Regions from separate parts of the Rattus norvegicus genome. Here regions 1 and 3 are each linked to region 2. The links are chromatin contacts, called in public Hi-C maps. All regions are on one chromosome and are shown on one strand. Each heading gives the region's core, a stretch centred on a gene start, on an enhancer-like site or on the middle of the called end of the contact. The rest is flanking DNA. Distances are from core to core; before and after follow the strand shown. Region 1 has its middle 30 kb from the start of Spred2. Region 2 has its middle 110 kb from the start of Spred2. Region 3 holds the start of Spred2 (sprouty-related, EVH1 domain containing 2).

The links. A called contact is a pair of places that touch in the nucleus more often than the background predicts.
Region 1: a contact with region 2 is called in a Hi-C map of frontal cortex, with 2.4 times the contacts expected there. The contact joins two enhancer-like sites. A contact is called at or near these places in 3 of 12 Hi-C or Micro-C datasets (frontal cortex, hepatocytes and liver).
Region 3: a Hi-C map of the A7r5 cell line shows a contact between it and region 2, with 4 times the contacts expected there. The contact joins the promoter of Spred2 here to the enhancer-like site in region 2. A contact is called at or near these places in 9 of 12 Hi-C or Micro-C datasets (the A7r5 cell line, Schwann cells, frontal cortex and 5 more) and 1 of 1 datasets of contacts at active chromatin or transcription factors (oligodendrocytes).

Annotation. Positions count from the first base shown.
Region 1 is chr14:98,318,575-98,321,607 of GRCr8, reverse strand. No RefSeq gene overlaps it. Among named protein-coding and RNA genes, the nearest start is that of Spred2, 30 kb to the left of the region's middle. Within about 2 kb of position 1,412, at least 4 of the 93 cell types and tissues checked have an H3K27ac peak or open chromatin away from gene starts, as enhancers often do.
Region 2 is chr14:98,240,879-98,243,884 of GRCr8, reverse strand. No RefSeq gene overlaps it. Among named protein-coding and RNA genes, the nearest start is that of Spred2, 110 kb to the left of the region's middle. Within about 2 kb of position 1,319, at least 15 of the 93 cell types and tissues checked have an H3K27ac peak or open chromatin away from gene starts, as enhancers often do. A contact at or near this core is called in the A7r5 cell line, where this site is marked.
Region 3 is chr14:98,349,166-98,351,927 of GRCr8, reverse strand. Spred2 (sprouty-related, EVH1 domain containing 2) reads right to left here and starts at 1,351. Exons shown (of 6, transcript NM_001047094.2): 1 at 842-1,351. The coding sequence starts at 867.

The DNA.
Region 1 (3,033 bases), core at 163-2,662, 78 kb before region 2:
TTTTCCTGTATCACACACCGTTTATTGCCGGCATCTAAATCTATTTCATCTTAAAAAACAATTCCATACCTGACTACATATTTCCCTATAGATTCTGCATATGGGGCTGTCCGTGGAAAACTAAAACAGAGAAAGAACTCCTATAGAACAGTGGTTTTCAGGCTGGAGAGATGGCTCAGTGGTTAAGAGCACTGACTGCTCTTCTAGAGGCCCTGAGTTCAATTCCCAGCAACTACATGGTGGCTCACAACCATCTGTAATGAGCTCTGGTGCCCTCTTCTGACCTGCAGCTATATATGCAGAACACTGTGTATATGATAAATAAGTAGATTTTTTTTAAAAGTGGTTTCTAGTCAATAAAGCTCACTGAGAAAGGAGATATGGAGGTTTTGGTGAGGACTCTGGGAAAAGAGCTTGCTCTGCATGCATGAAGACTTGAGTTCAAATTTCTATCGCCCACATAAAAGCTGGGCCAAGCAGGATGTGTTGTCATCCTGGCACTACTGGGTCAGAGGAGGCAGATCCCTGAAGCTTACTGGCCAGTCAGCCCAGAGTGAGCTCCAGAGTCAGCAAAAGACCCTGCCTCCAAAAATTATGCTGGAGAGGGAAGCTCAGTGGGGAGAGCGCCTGCTGTGCAGAGCCTGGATCCTAGCACCCTCAGAAAAAGCAGGGCACAGCTGTAAGTGACTGTAATCCAGTTCCAGGGGGGACAGACTGGAGGAGCACTGGAACAGGCCACCACCTTACCTCCAGGTTCAGTGACAAACCTGTGTCTCGAGGGAAAGGCTGAAAGGGAGGGTACCCACCATGGTCTCTGGCCCCCAGTGCCTCTCCTCTCCTTCCCTCTCTTATTTTTTCTTTCTCTCCTTCTGCACCCCCCCAACACACAGAGACACACACACAGAGACACACACACACAGACTCATACACAAGAGTCACACACAGACATACACACACACACAGACACACACACAGACACACATATACACACACCCAGACACACACACAGACAAATACACACAGACACACACACAGACACACACACACAGACACACACACAGACACACACACACAGACATACACACACAAACACACACAGAGACACATACAGACACACATACACACACACACACACACACACACACACACACACACACACACACACACAGAACCAGTGAAGGATATCAGCTAGTAATGTGACATGAACCAGGTAAACGCACAGGCGAGGATGAAATAACGAAGATAGGAGATTTAGTAAATGAATTGAGGGAGTTTACTGGTCCACGTATAAAATGAATAGCGCTCGGCCATGTTATTGAGTAACCACTTAAACTGCAGTTAAAAACACAAGAGAGGTCAGGATGTGGCTTGGTAGGGAGCAGTAGGCCAGCCTGAGCTGCTGAGTGAGACCACATCTCAAACAAAGCAAACAAGCAAACCCCACAAACCTCAGAACAAGCTTTCTCCCCTTTACCTCCTTGTCACCCAACGTGGTCAGCCACTAGGCAGAAGAAGATGGGAGTCTGTGTGGATTGGGGATGGGAGTTGGCGGCAGATCGAGGCCCCTGCCTCCCCCACAAATAGAGGTAAATCTCTTTCTACATCCTAGGGATGTAAAGGGTGAGCACACGAGGTAGGGGAAACTTTGGAGCATGGCTTGTGCTGGTCTTGAGGACTCTTCGCTTAAGAAGGTCATGCACTCCCCTCCTTTTCTTCTGATGCAATACTACTGGTGAAAATGCATCTCTCACATCTACTTCCCCCGAGTTAGTCCTCTCATTCAGGGTACAGTTGTGCTCCTGACACTCAAAGCAAAGCAGATGGTTCTCCCTCCCCATAAGCAGGCGGCCATCTGGTGAGGGGGCATTTGGCTCAGGCTTAGGGAAGGAAGCAAGCCACCCAAGAATTCTACCTTATGCTCGAAATGCCATCATCCATGATCATAACTAATGTTTATTGAGCACTTACTATGTGCCAGGCCCTGTTCTAAGGGCATCACATTTATCACAGCAATTCACTCACCATGAGACTATTCATGGCAAAGCCGTTAGGGGTGGGGGAAACTAGGCACAGAAAGGTTAATTACTGGCTTGGAATGTAGTTCAGTGGTAGAGCACTTGCCTGTCATACGGGAGATTCTGAGTTTAAGTCATAGCACAATAAGAGAGAAACACACAGAGAGAAACAGAGGCAGACAGAGACAGAAGCAGAGAGAGGTGGGGAGGGGGAAGGAGAAAGGGAGGGGGAGGGGGAGGGGGAGAGGGAGATCATACATTATATGTTCCTGATATTTAGACGCAGCACTGAGGATCTCTCTGCGTGTCTCTCTCTCTGCCTCTCTGTCTCTGCTTCTGTCTCTCCTTTGCTCTGTGTTTGCTCACACACAGCCACCTAGACTATCTACATTGAGCAACTGAGAGGAAAATCTATTTGAGTCATTCACAGTTGTCTTAGGGTTTTACTGCTGCGAACAGACACCATGACCAAGGCAACTCTTATAAGGACAACATTTAATTGGGGTTGGCTTATAGGTTCGGAGGTTCAGTCCAGTATCATCAAGGCAAGAGCATGGCAGCATCTAGGCAGGCATGGTGCAGGAGGAGCTGAGAGTTCTACATCTTCACCTGAAGGCTGTTAGCACAATGCTGACTTCCAGGCAGCTAGCGCTCTACCACTGAGCTAAATCCCCAACCCCGTAGCATGAGGGTCTTAAAGCCCATGCCCACAGTGACACACCTACTCCAACAAGGTCACACCTACTCCAACAGGGCCATATCTTCTAATAGTGCCACTCCCTGGGCCAAGCATACACAAACCATGCAAACAGTGCTGTGTGAATGAGACCCTTAGATGACTTCCTGCCCACTTGACAGCAGGTCATCCAGACTCAGGAAGTCTGACTCTGAGGAAGAAGCATTTCCTGCATGGATTTACCATTCCCTGGGTACAGACTGGAGCCTGACATGGGTTATCTTATATCATTTGCTTTGCATGGACATAAACTCTCTCGTAGATAAAAACTCCCATTTGACA
Region 2 (3,006 bases), core at 70-2,569:
GCAGGAGAGGTTTCTAGAGGCCCATGAGTGGTTGCGTTCTTTAAAAGCTTTATTTATATAGGTGTGTGTATGTTATAGGCAGTTGTGAACGTGGGACCTCTGGAAAAGCAACAGTGCTCTTAACTGCCGAGCCACCTCCCCAGTCCCAAGAGAAAGAGTCCGTGACATAAGAATGTCAAGAACCACTGGCGCAGAATCTTACGACAGGGACATTTAGCTGTGCGTTGCCCCTCCTTGGCTTACCAGAGTGTGCAGAACAGAACACGCACTGTGTGAAGGGTTATGGTCTCGCCTGGACTTGCCGCCTTTGGAGTTGCAGGATTCTGCTGCTGGCTGGAGAAGGGACTGGGAGCCGGGGTGGAGGGGTGGGGGGTGGGGCTGGGGGTGGGGCTGGGGAAGGGACTGGGAGCGGGGGTGGGGGTGGGGGTGGCGGGTGATGGAGAGACTGTGCATCTCTGAGACTCTGCCTATGTCCCGGGTGCCAGCTGTTAGCACCAGCTGCCCAGGGTGGAGGTGCAGCTGTAATCCAGGAACTCTGTAGAGAGTGGGTGGGTGGGCCCTGTGGAAAGGAAAGGTAAGCCCCTTTAAGTGGGAGCTCTAGCAAGCAAAGGCGGTCCTCCGGTTTCCCAGGTGGCTCTGCTCTCACCTGTGAAGGATAAAAGTGACCCAGTTTGAAGAGCCATGTGGCTGGCCTGGTAACAGGCTTGCAGCCAGAGGCGTTGGTGTTGGCAGCTTTTTCTCCCATCTGGAGCTGTAGGTGGTCTCTGCGGCCCCTACCGGAATCATTCAAATTATAGCCAGACCCTGACTTCTCCTCAGAGGATGGGCCGGGAATGTGTGTGCGGGCTACCTGTCTGTTTCTTTGAACATCCTGGGTTTAGTGTAATGGATGTTGTCTGAGGGCATGGCTTGCCTGAACAAGGTTCCTCGTGGAACTTTCTTCTTTCAGAGCCAAGTATATGCTCCCTTTGACAGAATCACAGGGCTCTTTCTGCCTAAGGACAGTGGATCCTATACCACAATTACCCTGCAAGCAGATGGCAGCTTCTCCTAGCCCTGCTAAGGGGCGAGTCGTCACACCGCGGCCTCAGCCCTGTTCAGCTTCATGCACATTACATTTAGACTTCTGCAGTGCGTGCACGATTCATACTGGAGGACTATTTATTTCCAGGCCCGCCACATGCTCCCCGAGGCAGCCCCCACACAGATTTTAATTGCTAAACCGACTTATTCTGACTCAGTGTCTGTTTAGTAAAATGTCTGGAGATACAGAAAGAGGGGGGCACAGGGGAGCGGGGCCAGATGCTGTCTATGACTAACAGGACATCCACCAGAGGGGGCCGAGCAGCTCACTGGCATGTCATAGGTGGGTGGGTTTCTCAGAGCTCTTAGCTGTGCGCCATTGTGCTAAAACTGTAGTTGTGAATAAGCGATTGCGTTAGAGCCTCTGGGCCGAGCTGACTCGCCCGCTGGTGATTGCTCCTGAGGAATGCCTCCAGGTCACAGGCAGCTTCAGCGTATGGAGGCCAGGAAGCCACCAGGCATTTCTTGAGTGTCCTGCTGACCTGGTCCATGGGCTCCTGTCCCTCATTCCCTCATCCCTCTTTGTGGTGCTAGCCAGGGATCTCTGAGAAAAGCGGAGGTGGGGACTGTGCACACCGGTTTCAGGGTGAGACTTGGATACTGCTTAAAACCATCACCTTCCTTTATTTTTTTTTCTTTTCTCTTCCTTCTTTCTTTTTTGAGGGGAACAGAGGGACACACACACACATGGCAGGGGAATTGGTTCAGCATGTAGACCAGGTTGGCCTGGGATTTATGATCCTCCTGCCTCAGCTTTTTGGGATTACGGCCATGCAGTATTCCTGGCTCAAGCCCTCAACATTCTCACTTACGACTTTTGAGTCACTTTCCAAGGGTGGTGTGGGCACCTTTGCAGGCCTCCGTGCCTCTGGCGAGGGCACCTTGCATGGGCACCTGTGCAGACCTCTGCGACTCTGACTTGAGGGAACAGCAGGCTTGCTGAGCTGAGGCCCACGTGTTCACCAGCTGCATGGGGTCGTGTAAAATGCTGTCACTGCCCCCGCTCCCCGATGGTGCTATCTTGAGTCATTGTGACACGCATTCGTGTCAAAGGATTGCTTCTCAGAGTTCTGGGAACAATGCAGTGTGGAGGTAAACAGGTGGGACCTTTTTTTTTTTCCATTAATAACTGAATTTTAATTCACTCATATTTTGAAAGAACAGGGAAGCGGTCCCAGAGGTTTTAGTAGCGTAACTTTTTGAGAAAGAGATGGGGACATCTCAGAGTGCAGGGTCTGAGGCTGTGGAGGAGGCCCAGGCTATTGAACGCTGTAGACATCATAGTCCAGTTAATGCCAGCTGGGGTGACATTGCCACTATTCCTCCTCCATACAGACTCGTTAATGGCTGCAGACACATTTGTCATAGCTCACAGGGCTTTACTGTTATTTAATGGGTAGGAGCTGGGATGCTAGTGAAAGGTGGCAGAATGCACAAGTCAGGGAAGAACCATCCAGCCCCCTACGACAGGGCCACTCTGGTAATCAGGGCTACAAAGCGTGGCAGTCACGCACATGTGTTCTCTTCCAACTACAGCCTCCTTTGACCTTGCCTGTGTCATCCCCACCAGCCCTGTTGAAAGCACTGTTTGTGCCAGGCACAGTGTTGAGATGTCCTAACTCAGGTACAGCTGAGGGCAGTCAGGGGATGTGCCTGAAGGCAGCCATTCTGTCTAGGGCACTTGGTCTCTATGCATTGGGTGGGAGTTTCCCAAGGCCGTATTTGATGGTGACCGTTGTCCTCAGCAAATGGCAGCAAATGCACTGGGGACCTGAGAATGTGAGAAGAGGTGAACTTTCCTCTGGGGCCCTATGTCATGTTCTGTGCTGGAGAGACCCGTGTCTGAATGCTGTTCCAAAGGCGTGCTGGTTTCTCTCCCGTGACCCTCCCACCAGAGGACAGTCCAGTACTGCTTCAGGGAGG
Region 3 (2,762 bases), core at 102-2,601, 110 kb before region 2:
TAAACCTATGTGCGACTAAGGCGGGAAGCAGCTGCTACTTGGCCCAGAGACGCTGACAAGCCCCGGTCTCCCCGAGGGGCGAGCATAAGCACCTCTGACTAAGCACCGAGAGCTTTGTTCCCCTCGGGCCTGCGGGCCGGGCACACGCACGGGCACGCGCTCTCCCTCACATACAAGTCAGGAGCGCGCTTCCCCGCACGCTCTCCCGCCCTCGCTGCACACGCTTCGGATCCGCCCCCAGAGCTGCCCCGACACTGCGGGGCGCGTGTGCCGGCCCACACGCGCGTGCACACACTCACGCGCGCCGGGACTCGGCAGGCTGCTCCCGCGCTCTGGCCGCTACGCGGACCCAGGCGCACAGACCCTGAGCAGAGCCCGACTGGCCCTCCCCCAACTCCTCCGTGTTTTTATGAATGAAAATGTGGTATGCAAATGAGAGCGATTCAAGAAAACGAAATGGCGGAGCCCGGGCCCCAGAGGGCTCGGGAGAGAGCTGTGAGGAGGGCAGCGGTGCCAGGAGTCACAAAGTCACTATGCACACAGACCCATCGACCCCGGGATGCCCCGCACGGAGGGCGTCAGAGCTTCCGCTCTCGCAGCCCGAAGACCTCCCGGAGGTCATTTGCGCGCCCTTGGCCGGGGCTGCGACCTGGACTTGCAGACCCCAGGCGGTTTCTGCCGCCTCCCCCAGCCCAGCAAAGAGCCTCGCGCGCAGCCTCGACAGCTTAGCCAGCGACTGCACCCCACGCCAAGTTCCCCCGACGAGTCCCCTCCTGCGTCCTTGGCGGCGGCCCCCACGCCGCCCCTCCGGGCACCCGCATCCCACCCGCAGCGAACTTACTCGTCCGGGTGTGTTTCTTCGGTCATTTTCTTGTTCACCTAGACGCCTGTCCCGCGGCGTGCAGCCTGGCTCCCTTCATCTTCCTGTGCGCTCGCCCCCCTTCTTCACATCTCCGACATCTCCTGATTTGGTGGTGGAGGGGGGAGCTAGAGATGAAGGGGGCGCCGAGGCAGGCGGGGAAATGGAGAGCCCCGAGCGCAGGGCGAGGTCTGGGAAGGGGCGCACCCGGCAGCGGACGCCGTGGGCCCGCCGGGCGCGGCCCCGGGGCTCCGAGCGGGTGCAGGGGCGAGATTTGGGAAGGGGACCGGGAGGGGAAGAGCAGCAGAAAAACAAGCACGCTCGGGGCGGCGGGCAGCCGGCTGTGCTGGGGCCGGGCCGGGGTCGCCCCCGGGGACCGGGCCAATCAGGGTTCCGGGTAGCACTCGGCAGCCGGGGGAGGTGCGCCTGGGAGGCGGTGCAGGGCGCCCCGTCCGAGCCCCATCTCGCCACTCCACCGATTTACTCCATATTGGATTCTCAGCGCCGCCAACAGGAGGAGGAAGTAGGGCGGAAGCGATGACGTCTTCCCAGCGGCCAGAGGTGGTGGAGTGCAAAAAGCTTCCTACTTGCGACCAAAATAAAAAAAAGAGAGAGAGAGAGAGAAAGACACAGAGGGAAAAAACACACTCACAAAACACTTTGTCCCTCCTACTGAGCGTGCCCCTCTTCTACTCCCCCTCCCGCTAGCTTCCACTCCGGGAGGAGCCTCGGAACGGCATGGTTGGCACTGCGTTGGTCGGGCTCCGAATCCTTGTCTCCGGGGCTCCGGGTTTTAGGAAGCCCAAGAGGGAGGAGGCGGGAGCCGAAGACAAGAACACATCTGGCTCCCGTTTTGTCCCCTCCCTCCGTCCAAACCTTTGGATTAAAAATCAAGGGGGGAGGTGGCGGAGGGCGGAGATGGGGAGGAGTTTAGGTGCAAGCCAGAGAGTTTGGTTTTGGAGAAGCAGAGTGTGGGAGGGGGTTGGGGGGGCAGTGCAGGTGGCCTCTGTTGGCCTCCCCATCCCAACTCTGATAGAAACCTTGCAAGGAGAGGGATTTGGACTTTGCCAGTGTCCTGTATAACAGGGGAGGTTCAGTTTCATGAGAATCTTGCAATCTTTTTTTTGTCCACAAAGAGTATTTTTCTAGCCTGCATCTCAGGGTGGCTTCAAACTTGCTGTGTAGCCGAGGCTGCCCTTGAACTCTTGGCCCTCTTGCCTCAGCCATCCAAATGATGGGATAACTGTTAAGCAACATCATGCCCACCAAGAGCGGACATTTAAAAATAATAATAATGTGTACACAGAAAATAAAAGGCACGCAGCCAAGAAACTTGCATTGCAGGCAGAAATGAAGTTTAAAGGTAACACCAAAGTGAATTAAATTATCCAGTTGGTGAATAATGTTTCTTGTTTTCAGCCCTTAGAAGTCCATAGTTTACTGAGCCACAGATTACTGCCTTTGATGGGCTTTGGCCAAAGAGAAACCCGGGAACTCCTCATTACTCCATCCCTGGCCGGCTTCTCTTTTTTTAAGAATGTGCAGGGGCTGGAGGAGAATGGGTGCTTGCTTGTCAGCAGAGTGGGTGGAGGGAAGAGGATGTTGGGTCCCCTGGAACTGGTTGCTCCCTCCATGTGGGTGCTAGGAATTGAACCACAGTCCTTTGGAGGATCTTAACTGCTGAGCCATCTCATCTCACCTCTCTTTAAAGTATTTTTCCTACCATGGCCTAGGACCTGCCTGAAGTTTTCTGAGAGGACTCATGCACCATGTAGACAATGAACAGGGCTATGCCCAGGGCTCAACTTGTGGATCTGCCTGGAATCTGAATTTTTGGAATTAAAACCCAATACAATTTTTGAAGGGGACACCATGTTTTCACTTGACACTGGATGCCACTGAT